Linked DNA regions of Sus scrofa: regions 2, 3 and 4 are each linked to region 1. The links are chromatin contacts, called in public HiChIP or PLAC-seq and promoter capture Hi-C maps. All regions are on one chromosome and are shown on one strand. Each heading gives the region's core, a stretch centred on a gene start, on an enhancer-like site or on the middle of the called end of the contact. The rest is flanking DNA. Distances are from core to core; before and after follow the strand shown.

The links. Promoter capture Hi-C pulls out the DNA fragments that hold promoters and counts their contacts. HiChIP or PLAC-seq counts read pairs in DNA pulled down with a chosen protein or histone mark.
Region 2: an H3K27ac HiChIP or PLAC-seq map of alveolar macrophages shows a contact between it and region 1. The contact joins the promoter of MRPL50 here to the promoter of RNF20 in region 1. A contact is called at or near these places in 2 of 5 promoter capture datasets (fetal liver and liver), 14 of 47 Hi-C or Micro-C datasets (alveolar macrophages, epiblast stem cells, fetal heart ventricle and 7 more) and 2 of 2 datasets of contacts at active chromatin or transcription factors (alveolar macrophages and skeletal muscle).
Region 3: a promoter capture Hi-C map of liver shows a contact between it and region 1, with 5 times the contacts expected there. The contact joins the promoter of ALDOB here to the promoter of RNF20 in region 1. A contact is called at or near these places in 2 of 5 promoter capture datasets (fetal liver and liver), 26 of 47 Hi-C or Micro-C datasets (alveolar macrophages, blood, embryonic fibroblasts and 12 more) and 1 of 2 datasets of contacts at active chromatin or transcription factors (skeletal muscle).
Region 4: an H3K27ac HiChIP or PLAC-seq map of alveolar macrophages shows a contact between it and region 1. The contact joins the enhancer-like site here to the promoter of RNF20 in region 1. A contact is called at or near these places in 1 of 5 promoter capture datasets (fetal liver), 23 of 47 Hi-C or Micro-C datasets (alveolar macrophages, blood, embryonic fibroblasts and 12 more) and 2 of 2 datasets of contacts at active chromatin or transcription factors (alveolar macrophages and skeletal muscle).

What each region holds. Positions count from the first base shown.
Region 1 is chr1:243,223,964-243,227,527 of Sscrofa11.1, forward strand. RNF20 (E3 ubiquitin-protein ligase BRE1A) reads left to right here and starts at 1,748. Exons shown (of 20, transcript XM_001926594.6): 1 at 1,748-1,908; 2 at 3,002-3,156. The coding sequence starts at 3,028. LOC102167599 (a long non-coding RNA gene) reads right to left here and starts at 1,707. Exons shown (of 3, transcript XR_301384.3): 1 at 1,379-1,707.
Region 2 is chr1:243,105,223-243,108,786 of Sscrofa11.1, forward strand. MRPL50 (39S ribosomal protein L50, mitochondrial) reads right to left here and starts at 1,609. Exons shown (of 2, transcript XM_003122043.4): 1 at 1,455-1,609. The coding sequence starts at 1,546. It overlaps ZNF189 (zinc finger protein 189), which reads left to right and starts at 1,689. Exons shown (of 4, transcript XM_005652705.3): 1 at 1,689-2,145; 2 at 2,876-2,960. The coding sequence starts at 2,113.
Region 3 is chr1:243,139,945-243,143,508 of Sscrofa11.1, forward strand. It overlaps ALDOB (fructose-bisphosphate aldolase B), which reads right to left and starts at 1,560. Exons shown (of 9, transcript XM_021066854.1): 1 at 1,410-1,560.
Region 4 is chr1:243,159,850-243,163,413 of Sscrofa11.1, forward strand. No RefSeq gene overlaps it. Among named protein-coding and RNA genes, the nearest start is that of ALDOB, 20 kb to the left of the region's middle. Within about 2 kb of position 1,527, at least 9 of the 83 cell types and tissues checked have an H3K27ac peak or open chromatin away from gene starts, as enhancers often do. A contact at or near this core is called in alveolar macrophages and retroperitoneal adipose tissue, where this site is marked.

The sequences.
Region 1 (3,564 bases), core at 498-2,997:
AAGTGAAGTCAGCTTCCTTCAAGACATATGGAATAAAGGGGTCTAATAGATAGAAATAATCATATGAATAAAATCTTGTTTTATTAAAAACACAAGAAAGGGGAAATGGATGCTGAGTAGGCAACCAACAAAGTTCACTTAGCACCAGGGATTGACTTAGCACAATACTACAGGTGATAATACTCAAACAAAATTCAATTAGTGTCAGAAAATCAATAATGAATACAAGGGATCCTGACAGAGAGTAATAAAGAACTACTCAGCTCTAGGTAATGTGGCCATGTAAGAATATAAACCCAGTGTTGCTAGATCATCAATATTTTCAAGAGAAGTTGGTAATCTGGATTTTTATGTAAAATATCTTATTTTAAATGTTGGCAAATAACTCAATTGTTGTTTTTAACCGAAAAAGTCAGCTAATGCTATCCAAAATAAAGCCTATCTATTGGTCAAACAAAGGCTTGTGAAACTCAAGTTTACAAACTTTGGCTTAGAATCATTGTTTGCCATTCAGAGATTCTGTAGATTAAGGTTTGCCCAGAGTAGAGCAGCCAAACAAAGGAGATAAGAGAGTATCGTTATCTAACACAGTGCTTTTCCGGATGGGTTCCCAAACAGGTTTTCAGGCTTCTGCTTCACCTAACAAAAAGTGAAGTCCATTTGGAGGACTTTTTTCCAGGCTTGGCAAAATGTTCCAGTACCAGGAACGATGAAAGCTTGTTTTTTCCTATTGTTTACCTTGTGATGTTATCTGCAAGGCATTCAGCCTTTTAACTGATAAATTAAAAAAAAAAACTTTTTAAATTAAAAATATGTTAAAAAGTTCGCTCCGTGGTGTAAAGGGTTGGGGGATCCAGCCTTGTCACTGCTTGGGTCGCCGCTGTGCTGAAAGTTGGATCCCTGGCTTGGGAGCTTCTGCATGGCACAAGTGGAGCCAAAACTTTTTAAAAAAACAAATCGATAAACTAGATTGATTACCTTCCTATTATTAAAACACAAACCTTTAGCTTAATTGAATGGGAAATAGCCGGTTCTTATTAACTAAAACAAATAAATGAATAAATTAAAAAAAATCAATCCTTAATTAGCTTAAAATAGACTAGTATTGAGACCAGAAACTACTTATTGATTTATGTTTATCTTTAACCTGGTCAATTTCTTGCTCCAAAGAAGCACAAAAGCAGTACTTGCCAATCCTGTTTGCATGTTAGAATCTCGCTGGGGTGGGGGGAGGGTCGGGAAAATGCTTTTTTAAAAAGCATCAATGCCCAAGCCCTACCCTAAAAGGACCAAAACTCCTTCAGTGGTTGTTTAGACCAAGCTGTTATATGTTATATACATCTCCCTGTAAGAAAAGTCCACAGGCTCCGAAACCCACCGAATCTCTTGGTTTTCTTCAGAACCCCTCATTTCAGCACGATGGGGTTCAGAGCAATATTTTTCCGAGGTGTCCAAAGGCTGGTTTTCCCCCCGGAGATTGACGGGACCTTCAGCCAATGTACAGTCTGACCGAGAAATAGGCAAGCGAGCAACGGGGACTTAAAATAAACAGGGACTTCATCTCAGTAGAAAAAGATTAGGTCTCAATAGCAAGAGCCAACAAGTGGGAAAAAAATCCTGGGCGCTGCCTCCAGCGTCAGCCAGGCCTGGACACAGCCAGAGTTTCTGCCGCTGCCGCCGCCGGGTCCCCAAGTATTGCTAGAGAGACGCGCTTACTTCCGGGAGCACGGCGCCCTCGCGGCGCGTCACTTCCGCCCGGCTGTGTATTAAGGTCCACCTGGCCGGGTTGAAGCGACTTCCTTTTTTCTTTCCCTTTTTCCTCTCCCTGACTCCTCCTCCCGGAAACTTCGCTGGACCTTAGCTTGTGGGTCAGGGGTGAGAGGTTGCGGGGGTGCTACGCGGACCTCGGTGAGTAACTGCCCAGAGTTCTGTTCCCTGGCGGCGCAGGTTGGAAGAACTCAGGTTAGATCTCGGCCAAGGAAGGGACCAGACTGTGCGGGCACCAGGAATCTCCACCTCCTCCCGCTCCAGAGTCTCTCTCTGGGGCCTGCCGTTGGCCTCGTCGGAGGCTGGGATCCTAGGCCCCTCTCGAGTCGGATTGAGGCCCTTGTCCTGCCCCTCTCTCTCCATGCGAGGTCCCATCCAGGTGGCTGCCTTCTCCTGGAGCTTGAATTGGAAACAGAGTTGTGTGTAGTCACGGTGCGGGTGGGGCTGCCTCTTAAAGTAGCAAAGTGCTTTAGCATCCATTCTGCCTCCTTTGAGCTGCAAATCTTGGGAAGCAGGTAGAGCAGACAGAATAAATTGTTCGTGTGCATATGGGGAACTCATACTTTCAGGGCTGCACGGCTCCGTAAGAGTTAGAACTGGGATTCGCCCCCAGGCCCGGTTTCTCTAGGGTTGCACAAATTCATGGGGAGAACGTTTGGAAATAGAGAAGAAACTGCAGATATAACAGAGCTATCCTTTCTGAGTGCATACTTCATGTTAGGCGTTATGCTAAGTTCTTTCTATACTTACTCATTCCTTATAAGGAGTATGGAAAGCATATACCTGTTGTTATTTCTGATTTAGGAAATTGAGGCTCAAAAGTGATAAATGACTTGTCCAGTATTAATAATTAATTACACATCTCCCAGGTATCTTTCAGTGCTCTGCTTCTCCCAACACTATATAATTAACTTCTTTTCTAATAAAACTGTACTTTTTGGATTTTGGTTTGGGAAATGAGAGTCCTGGAATTTTTCTTGGTCTCTGCACCCTTTGCCCATTGTTTCATTTCCAGCAGCATCTTATTTAGAAATTTGTAGTTATGTAAACTACAGCTGTGACTTTTACTCCACAACTTTCTCTTTCCAAGAGGAACTTGAGGATCATGTTGCTGAGTGTGGAATTAATGGATCTAGGTTAAATGATTGGCTGGAAAAATTGGTAGTTTTTACATTATATGTGGACTGTCTTTAGTTGTTCACCTTGTGTATCTTACTTAAATTTCTGTCTTCAGGAAAACAGCTATCATCTTGTGCCAAGATGTCAGGAATTGGAAATAAAAGGGCAGCTGGAGAGCCTGGCACATCTGTGCCTCCGGAGAAGAAGACAGCTGTTGAAGATTCAGGGACTACAGTGGAAACAATTAAGCTCGGGGGTGTCTCTTCAACGGTAAGTGGAAATATTTCTATGAGGGTGTGCTTTTCTTCTGTCAGTTGCAACCTGAATTGATTTATGGAAGCCTTCTGGAGTAACAGGAATTGGTTTGAAAAGGAAAGGGTAATAAAAGTATAAAAGCCAAAAGTAGATAAAATGTTGTGTTGCTCTGTTCTGAGAGAGAAATAAATGGACTTTTGATCTTTACTCTTAAAAGTATGTTTATATTCTTTGAAGAGTCTGGTACCTGAAATAGCATTGTTTATAGGTATTTAGCAATTGAAAGCTATGCATTGATTTTTCATTCACTGAAAACTTAGATGTCAGGCACTAAGAGGCAGTGTAGCAAAATCACCAAATGTGTGCCTCTTGTTTCTTTGTGAAATGTAATTACAGTACCTAACTCATTGGGTTTTTGAGAGG
Region 2 (3,564 bases), core at 359-2,858, 120 kb before region 1:
GAGCCAAGTGATGCAGCTAAATTCTTTGTCTTATTTTAAAGAATTGTCAGACACTTCACCTTTCATCAACCACTGCCTTGAACTATCAACAGCCACCAACATCTAGACAAGACACACCAGCATAAGGCTCACATGATGCGTAGCATTTTTTTTAAGCATTAAAGTATTAAGCTAAGGTATGTATATTGCTTTTTTAGACATAATGCTATTGCACATTTAACACACTACAGATAGTAAGCATAACTTTAAATGCACAGGGAAACCAAAAAATTCCTTTAACATGCTTTGAGATATTCACTTTACCTAACCCTAACCCTTTGTTTGTTGGAAAACAAACCTCAGTAGCTCCAAGGTACACCTTATACTGTTCTAGTTTTCCTCATAATTTACCACTTTCTGAAATTATATTCTACATTTGTTCATTTTTTCCTCCGCCAAAAGACATATTCTATGAGAATAAAGATTTGGTCTGTTTTAACAACCGTATCCCTCACATCTAGACACTGCATATAGCAGACACTCTAGCAAAACTTGGTGAGTAAGTAAATAAAACAAACTTAAAAGGAGATTTGAAAGATAATAATAAACATTAACCAAAAGAGGGGAAGCTAATAAATACATGAGCTGATAACAAAAATCCTTTTACTGAAAGAGTTTATGTCTGAAACTTAAGAGGGCATACATTGTTCCCTGATGTTCCTCTAAGTTTTGATGTCATAACACTTCCTGAGTCAAAAAGATTTATCTTGACAAAATTCCACATGGCGCTGTGGGAAAAGCAGTTTGATGGACGAGTTAAGAGACCTGGGTTCCACATCCACCTGTCATTAAGTTGCTTTCTGACATTTAGCAAAAAAAACTTTCTCTCTGTGGGCCCTCAGTTTCCTCATATGTCAGAGTACTTATGCTCAGAGAAGGGGCTTTGTTTCTGTTGCTGTATTTAGAGAAATGCTGGGCCTGAGCTGGCGACTAGTATCGGTTGAATGAACCAATGAACTAACAAACGAACACAATGAGGAGTTCTGCTTGTGAAGAAATAAACGCCGCAAACGAATTTAGTTCATCAAGCACGTTCATATTCCTGTTCTGAATTGACCGTCGGAAACGAGTCATTCCTTTCCTGAGATCCTACTCCACTAGGTGCCTAGAGCGCATGGTCGGTACTGCTTGCTTAATAAATTAACGGGTGAAATGAAAGGGAAAGGGGAAAGTATTTCGGTTCTAAGATTTGTAAACTGAGGTCAAAGGAAGTGACTGGACCACCACTCGCGGAACCTGGTGCTTGTTTCTCAACTCAGAACCCTAACGCACTTTATCGTCCCTTCCCTAGCAAGACGCAGGAGGAGGTTCCTGTCTTAATAGCATGACGCTCCCTTCCGAATTCTCCTCTTCATCCTTCTCAGTTTCTCTCCTTATTTTCTGTGAGCTTGAACCACCATCACTTTCCGCTTTACCTGAATGGAGACCAAAATTCTCTGCGTGGCGCCCCAGAGACTGCACACGTGAGGCTTCTTCTGGCAAGACCGGAGACCCACCGTGCCGCCATCTTCGAGGAGAACTTCGAAACAAAACACCGCCCCCCGCCGGCAGTGACGCGCCAAGACCAGCCAATCAGGCGTAAGCTTAGTGTCAAGCATTCCCTTTTTCCTCTAAGCCTCACCATGCTCCCTAGCCCTTTGCACTCCGGGAAATGTAGTCCGGTAGCCGTTGCGGCTGAGACTGAACCCGGGCGCTCCCTCTGAGCCTGACGGGAGTTGTAGTTGGGGGGAGTCCCGGGAGGGTTCTGGGTGACGCCTTCTGGTCCGGGCGGGCGGTCATAGAGCTCTTTGGCTGAAAGCAAAAGGAGCAGGCAGCCGGGAGGAGGCTCTAGCGCGGCCTGGAAGGCCTGCGTAACTAGGCAGGGGAGGCATTCGGGGTTAGGGGGCGGCCAAGAAGCGCATCTGACATGCTGCTGGGGTCGTGACCGCTCGGGGACCGAGGCAGGACCTGGCCATATCCAGCCTGGAGGCCTCGCCTTCGTCGGGCCTCATCTTCAGCGGCGGCGTAGGCCTTGCTAGAGGCTCCTTTTCGTGCGGCTACCCCGGATTCCTGCCCTGATTTTCTGTCGGAGAGATGGCCTCCCCGAGCCCCCCGACAGAGCCGAAGGTAGGTCGCCCCTCCGGGTATTCGTGTTCTTTCGCCATTACCCAACTAGGCCACGCCACCGTCGGTCGTGTTCCCCCCCCGCCCCCGCCAGATTGCGGTCTTTAGGGCCAGCTTGGTGCGAGGGAGTACCCCTTTAATGCACCAGGGTGCCGGTCATGACCACACTATCCACTGGCTCCTTTTTTGAGAGCGACTGGATAAATTAGCTAAAGAAAATGAGTAGTGCTCCAAACTAGTGTTCTCATTTATGAGTTCTTTCAGGTGAGGTACCTTTTTTGACCCTCTCCTGTGTCTAATGCACCTGCTGCGATGCCTGGACCCAAGGTAGACGCATGGAGAACTTAACGGAATTGAAGTGAAAAGGGTCTCAAGCCAGTGCTAATAGAGAATTGGAGCGGGGCAATGAGGTGCAGGAAACTTGGGAAGGCCTTGGGTCAGTTTGCTAGAATTATAATATTGGGGAATAATTGATAAGCCAGAAAGCCTTATCCTAGGCCTCCTCACTACAGAAGGCAAAGATGCAGCAATAGAATTCAGTCTGTTCCAGAATTGAGCCCAGTTTGGAACTCTTAGTTATCATGTGCCTCCTAGCCTACCCAGCCCTGATAAGTGATTGCTTCTGCTACTTTCAGTGCTAGAATTGTCCTTGAGACAACAAGAACTGACTACAGAAATCATACTATTTCAGGGGTTGCTGACATTTGAGGATGTGGCTGTGTTTTTTACCCAGGAGGAGTGGGATTATCTGGATCCAGCTCAGAGAAGCCTGTATAAAGATGTCATGATGGAGAATTATGGAAACCTGGTCTCACTGGGTAAGAATCTGCTGTTTCTCTGATTAAAATATATAAGAAACTGTAAGAAATCAGAACACTTGAGCCAGTATCATACCAAACTGCTTTGTTCCAAAGTTCTGATTCAAACCTTTAACCATGAATTATTTCCATGACTCTCATCCTTACCATCCTTGCAGTGACCAAAATACAAGCCTTTCTAGCTTCATATCTTCATAATCTCATTCCCATATTGCTCTGTACTTTCCCTCCTGGTTCATCCTCCCACTGCTTTCCTCCCACCCCTTTTTACTCTGCCTTCTGGAGCCCCTGTTCCTCTTCACACAATGTTCCCTACCCCTCCTGGCCTTAACTGAAACCTGGCATTTTCCCAAGGACACCACTTCTCTGGCAGTGGCTGCTTATTCTCCCACATCCTCGTCCTTTCCCATCCTTTGTCTCAAGGCTGAAAGGGAAAAACTATTGTTCTCTGAGGTTTTCCTTGCTGTTCCCAAAGCATTACTTTTTCCACCTTCAAATACAATTTTTCTCTTTTGATGTCTCAGCTGTCTTGCTCTACCCACTCATTTCTTTTTCACTATCAACTGTCATTTTTTTTTTTTTTTTTTGGTCCCTCACACGTAGA
Region 3 (3,564 bases), core at 310-2,809, 84 kb before region 1:
CAAAGATATCTGTATCAATTCTGATAACTTTAGAGATGAGCAAATTGAGGCCCTAGAAGAATGTCTGATGCCCCTTCTAAGTTGTGATATTTTAGAATTGTAAATCACATCCTACTGGTTTATAACTTAGAATTCTTTTTTCTAGTCTTTCTTCAGCAGAATAACAGATGAAACCCTACAGTATAGTTCTTTCTGCCTTCTTTGAAGAGGTTCTGTGAAAAGATAATTTGTAAAACAATCACTATTTTATCTCCTGGAGAAATATAAGGAAGTAGAGAATCCAGTTGCTTCTCCACACACAAGGCAGATGGATTTTCAAGAAGACCTGAGGGACTTATTCATTGAAAGCCTATGACTGTAGGGCATTTCACAGCACTTTTACATAGATATGCAGGAAGATTCCCACAGTTTTGTTATGCATCCAGTGCTATGGTAACAAGTGCAATGAGATAATCTAGAACAGCCTCATCCCTGGTACCTTTGAATATACATGAAGCAGCTCAGAAAGAGACTTGAGTGTTGCTCTTTCCTCAAAACTGGCATGTAACCCAAAGGAACTCCTAGGTTTACAGCAACTACACTCCATTCTCTACCCCAGAACCTCAGATCTAGCTTGGGCCTGGGTGGTCCCCAGATGTGCTTTGGCTAAAGTGATGGTGGTGGCAGAGCTGGAGCCCCTGCTGGATCCACATTGGCTCATGGAACCTGGGTAATTATTTAAACAGAAGTTTATTTTAAAGACAACATATCCTCACAATTTGCCTATTCTTCTGATAGTAGAACAAATGCACCAAAATACATCAGCAGCCTTTGATTCCAAATATCTTAAGCTGTAGGATCTTCAGAGTGGGAAATGTTATAGAAAGTATCAAAACAGGTAAAGGTTTGACAATTAATAATCAAATGATAAGGATGCCATGTGTTGTCTGTTCCATTTTCTCATTTAAGCAGTGAGTGGATACAAAGGGCAAAAAGGCCAGGAGTTCATTTCTAGGACAAAGAAACTTCAGTGCTGGTAGAAGAGTATGAAGAAAATGACCTAAGGTGCTACATATGTACATTCTCATAGGAATAAGCAGTTGTTATGGGGAGAGTAAGAATGAAAAAGAATCTTAAACACTGATTAGAACATAACCAGATAGGAGTATGCAAGCTGTTCTCCCTAAGCCAAAGACTCAGAAGAGCCCTCATAAAGGTAACACTGGTAAATGGCATTATTCATGAGCATTTTGCTACCAAAGAGGCAGGGGAGTTAGAGATAAAACACTCACTTCAGCAGATCATCACATTTTCAGACACTATCAAGTTTTTCCTGAAAATGAAAGCAAACATTCCCCTCTCTGTGCTTAGTGCTATCACTAAGCCCTCAGTCCTGGTGCAGTTCTGGTAGACAACGAAGTTCTACTTACAGTTTGGGAAAGGAGAGTCCTCCTAGATCTCAGAAGCTGTGGATAAGGCAGCAGCTGCCAAATAGGATGAATCTTGGGCAACACGCAGTTTTTATAGGCTACTCATCAGAGCTTTTTTTTTTTTTTTTTTTTTTTAAAAAAAAAAAAAAAACCTTTACCCTCCCCTTCTCACCTTAGTCTGGTAGGGAGGTGTTTAACTAATAACTCTGATTGGCTCATAAACCGCCAATCCTTCCAATCGTGCTCACACATTGTTTGTACTCACAGAATGTTAAAGCTGTAAGGGACGTGTGTAGACCTTGTAGTTCTTAATCCAGACTCTTCATGGCACAGGAGAGGACGCAGAGACCAAGAGGACTGGGGGATTCCCTTCAGTCACGCAGTGAATGAATGACCAGGCTCTGGAGCCCACCAAGGAAGACTGGGAAGCGTGTCAGCTTAGCTCCAGCACCTACTACATACATGACCTTGGTCAGGGATTTGTTACTTCTTTAAGCCTTAATTTCCTCCTCTGTAAAGTGGGGTCTGAACGTCAACAGAGCACCAAATGATTCTGTAAAGTGCCTGCATACAGCAGGCATTCAAAGGTCCTGCCCAGTCCCCCGAAACCATGTTGGGTTCCCTGATATTTTTAATGCCAGAATACGCTGTCTTTTAATCTAGTCTCATTCTCTCTCAATCTGTACCTTATTGTCTTTAAAGGTGATGAAAACTAGAAAAAACCTCAAAGTGATTGATGTAAGCAATCAGCTTCCATAGTTACAGCACTGTCTGGGTACAAGTTCATTCTACAGGTTTTTTTTTTTTTTTTTCCTCTCTGAGAATTAAACAAAAATCTAATTCAAGAGAAGGCAAAAAAAAAAAAAAAATTGTGTATGTTTCCCAAGGCAAATAACGAAAGAGGCAAATACAATTTATAGGGAAATCTAAAAATAATGGAATATCTATGATCACAGGAAAGCATACATTTTCAGGAACATATTCCTTTGGAATAACATAAAATATGAGCAAAAAACCTAAAAAATCAAAGTGCTCTATGGTACAGAGTGTAACACTATAATGAATGAAATATCAATAAAAATGAAGAAAAACACAGTGGTCAACTGAGTTGTCTAAGAATTTAGGCTCAGACGGTTTCTAAAAGTGAAGAATGTTGGAAATTGAATGTGATATTGAAGGAGACTGAAATATTTAAAACACAAAATTGAGGCTCAGTTGTCTAGGATGTTTGGCCAAGCCTGTCCTAAGGATAACTGAGCGCCAGACCAAGTTCCCATCAGCTTTCTCAACTCCGTCTCCCTCCCAAGGCACACTTTCTGGTTTCGCATCTGGTGCTCATTCAAGCACCTGGCATGCGATTCATAAGATCAAGATGATGTGATCTGAGGACATGTGAGGTTTCATCAAATCTGATTTTAGTCAAAGGATAAAGGAAGAAGAAGAGGTGGATGGTGATAGAAGAATGGGGTTATTGACAATTGTTCCGCGTCAGGGCTGGGGTGGTCAGAACCATGACTGAAACATTCCACCTGTTGAAAATGCATGGTTGAGATAATTTTACTTAGGCTACTAGTACTGATTTTTACTATAAGAATAACAATAATCACAGCTCTTTTTCGAAGTTCTTTGGTGCATCTGGTTCTTTGTATAAATGATTTCCAATCTCAGCACCTCTACAAGGAAAGGTTTATTAGCCCATTTTCTGGATAAGGGAACTCTGGTTCAGAGAGGTTAAGTATCTTGCCTAATTCACAGGAAAGGTACAGGAAGAGCCTGTCTCACTCCAAGTCAGGGCTCAAAAGCAGAGCTGCTTACGTTTTTGGTGACCTCAAACTGCAGAGATTTGCTCTTTTCCTCTCCAGCTCTCAGCAGTTTATAACCTTGGACATTAAACCTGCATTAACCAGGGAAGAATGACTTGTGTTGGCAGACCTAGATGGCCCTGATCTTGCCAAGCATCGTTTCACGTGAACAGCAGATTGGCCAGGCATGTCGGAGGAGTTTGAGTATGCCTGCTTCCTGAATGATGCCACCTGCTGCTGCTCCCGTGGCATCAGCATTTGGCCATCTCCGAGGTCTGATGTGCATCTGAAACTCAAAGTTCAGAAAAGCAAGGGTAGGGCTTATTGAACCTTAGAAAAACAGCAACTCCTGA
Region 4 (3,564 bases), core at 277-2,776, 64 kb before region 1:
GACATTTGATATAGTCAGTTTTTTAAAAAATCCTCATTGACGTTTGCTATAGTCAGTTTTAAAAAAAATTTTATCACACACCTAAAACTACTAGGTGTGTGATAGTATCTCATTGTAGTTTTAATTTGCTTTTCCCTAATGGCTAATAATCTTTTCATGTGCTTATTAGCCATCTTCTGTGGTGGTTGTGACTGTACCACTACTTATAAGTCTTTTAACTGTTTCAATATTTGTCCTTTTAAGTTTCTGTAGTAATGAGAATGCCCTAAGGCATTTCACGTTCTATTTGCCTATTCTAAAATTGTGTTGACAGAACTGTTAGATGAATAGCACTATTAGTTGGAAACGAAGGATACCTGTGTTAACAGAGAACTATCCAAATAAGTTGATATTTATGCCGTAAACATAGACTATTCACATGTATTCAAGCTGGCAGTAGGGAAGGTGAGTGGGGGAAATAATGACATAGAATTGGGAGACAGTGGGAGAGGTTGAGAAAGGAGCTATGCAGGGGAATATTGATTTTGCCCCATTCAGTCTCTCCTCCCACACTATCTATATCATGGCCAACACTACAGTTTTTGTTTTGCCAAATTAGCTTTTTTTCATTATTATGGATGAGTTTTTTGTTTTTTTATAGCAAGTATATTAAGGAGATGGTTGCCCTAGTTGAGCAGCAGAAACCAGCTATAGGCTAGCCTTTGTGCTAAGGTTGGCAAAAATTTTCAATAGTGAGCCACTTGATCAGAAAGCTATATGTAAGCAAAAGAAAGTTTATCCAGGAGTTCCCGTCGTGGCGCAGTGGTTAACGAATCCGACTAGGAACCATGAGGTTGCCGGTTCGGTCCCTGCCCTTGCTCAGTGGGTTAACGATCCGGCGTTGCCGTGAGCTGTGGTGTAGGTTGCAGACGCGGCTCGGATCCCGCGTTGCTGTGGCTCTGGCGTAGGCCGGTGGCTACAGCTCCGATTGGACCCCTAGCCTGGGAACCTCCATATGCCGCGGGAGCGGCCCAAGAAATAACGACAAAAAGACAAAAATAAATAAATAAATAAATTAAAAAAAAAAAAGAAAGTTTATCCATATGCTTGTGTTAGCATACAGCAAATTTTGTATTCTGAAAAAAATCACTTTATACAAATGTGCAGTAATAAGCCTAGAGTTTGAACTTTCCTCTCTAGCAAGCAGGTACAGTAGCGTGAGAACACTATCCTAGACTGGAGTTCTGGAGACGGTGTGTCTCCAGACATACTGGAGTTGAATGGGTGTGACCAGGGCAAAGGACAGAAGGGCCTGAGCAAAGCAGAAGGGAGAACAACATCCATGGTGAAGGGGAGAGAAAAGCTAGTCATGTAAGAGAGGAAGAGGAGACAGACCACTCTCAGCCAGCTCTCCTCCCATTTCCACCTTGGCTGTAGGAGAAAGGGCATTTCTTCCACCCCCACACCCTCTGTCTAGCAGCTTCTCACTAGCTTCTTTCTGAGGAGAGAGGGCATTTCTTCTATAGCCACACCCTCTGTCTAGCAGCTTCTTACTAGCTTCTTTCTGAGGCAGGAAGAATTACTCAAAGCACAAGGAAATTACCAAACCACATTTAACTGGAGGATGGAGTCTCTAAGCTGGGATTTCCTCTTTTGCAGCCACAGTGCCCTATTGCAGTACTGGATCAGGGCCTGACCATTCTCTTCTATGTATGTGCCTCTGCATAAATTGCATCTGGTGTCTTCCAGACCTTTCCAATCACCCCTGAGTGATGGAAGCTTCTTTAAGATTCCAGGCCTAAACAGCATAATCTGATTTGGCTTAACAAATCACTGGGAGACAACTGAGTCCTTATCAATTAATAAAAAGTTATTTTTATTTTCCATTTGGTTATTGTTCTCATATGCACATTCCTAAATTAGAAATCCCTGAAGAGGTTTAGTGGTAGGAATTCAACCCCTAAACTGAATCTCTGACATTTCCATAATTAATACTAAACAAGATCCCAATCCAAATGGAGCCCCCCAACCCCCCGCAAAAAAAGAAGGCAAAAATAGTATCTAAGATAGAAGGACTACAACTAGGGTCGAGATGACAGAAGTTCAGAGGGGTAAATAGAAACTGGAAAAAGTCTCCCTTTGAGCTTCATCTGTGGGTCAAGAGGAAACCATCATTCATTCATCCATCCACCCACGCATCCATGCATCCATGCATCCATCCATCCATCCATCCATCCATCCATCCATCCATCCATTCTTCCATCCACTCATCAACACACTTCTTGGTTTCAGGCACTGGGCTGTGATTTTATCATACAAGTTTCTCACTGTCTGAAGGAGGACTGGAAAAAAAAAGGGGGAGTGTAAGTGAAGCTGTCATGAGAAAAATAAAGTCAGAAGATGAGCAAGATGGCACAGCATTTTCCCCCAATCTTGGACTTGTTGAAGCTCCTATAGAAAGAGAAATTAGGAATAAATGATGCAGCTTACTCATTAGCAAGATTTTAGGAGTCTAGGCATAAGCACTACTGATCTGAGGGACAGGTGACAAAACAGAACACAAAAGTTGGAGAAAGCATCTGTTTCCATTTTTCTTAGAACCCAGCACTAAACTGTAAAGTAGGTATCAGTATTCATCAAAATCTGTTTTCTTCCCCTTTCATGTATATGGAAGACCTCTCTGCCCTTTATGGCCCTCTTGCATTGAGTGGGGCCATGGCAACGCCATGTGCTGTCTGAAGCAGAGAAGGGCTGGTGAGTAACCATTAAGCCCTTTATCTGATAGGCATCCCTGCTTGGTTGTCCAGGGAGGTTTTCTGCTTCTGGTGGGGCAACTAAAGGTCTGTGAAGTCCTCAGCCTTAATTACTGAATTGCTACATGGAAAACAGGTTGCTCAGACCTTATTAGATTGTGTGGCAGTGAGAAATAAACCTTTGTTATGGCAAGTCACTGACCAAGACATTGGCATTCTTGCTATGCCTGAGTCTAACCTAGCTTGAAGAACTCAAGAGTTTGCTAAGCATTAAAAAACAGTAACCTTGGCACAGGCACTAATGTTCCCAAATTGGTTACCATGAGCAGGAGCAAGAGAGAAGCCCTTTAGAGTTACTCTGCAGCAATGTGGAGTTAGAGTAGGAAGGACAAGACAGATGCTATGTGATGGTTGTGGCTAGCAAACTGCTATGAGAGCACATAAAGATTCCCAGAGGTGTTCCCATTGTGGCTCAGTGGTTAACAAATCCGAACCATGAAGTTCCGGGTTTGATCCCTGGCCTCGCTCAGTGGGTTAAGGATCTGGCGTTGCCGTGAGCTGTGGTGTTGGTCACAGACACAGATCAGATCTGGCGTTGCTGTGGCTGTGGCTAGGCTGACGGCTACAGCTCCCGATTCGAGCTGGGAACCTCAATATGCTGTGGGTGTGGCCCTAGGAAAAAAAAAAAAAGATGAAGATTCCCAGAAAAAACTGAGTGAGACTTTGTGGGGGGTGGAGGTGGAGTGGATAGGGAGAGTGTGTCAACAAGGACACTATGCATTATTTGATATTGTGATTTCATTTGTATTCACAGGCAGGTGACATTGTGTCT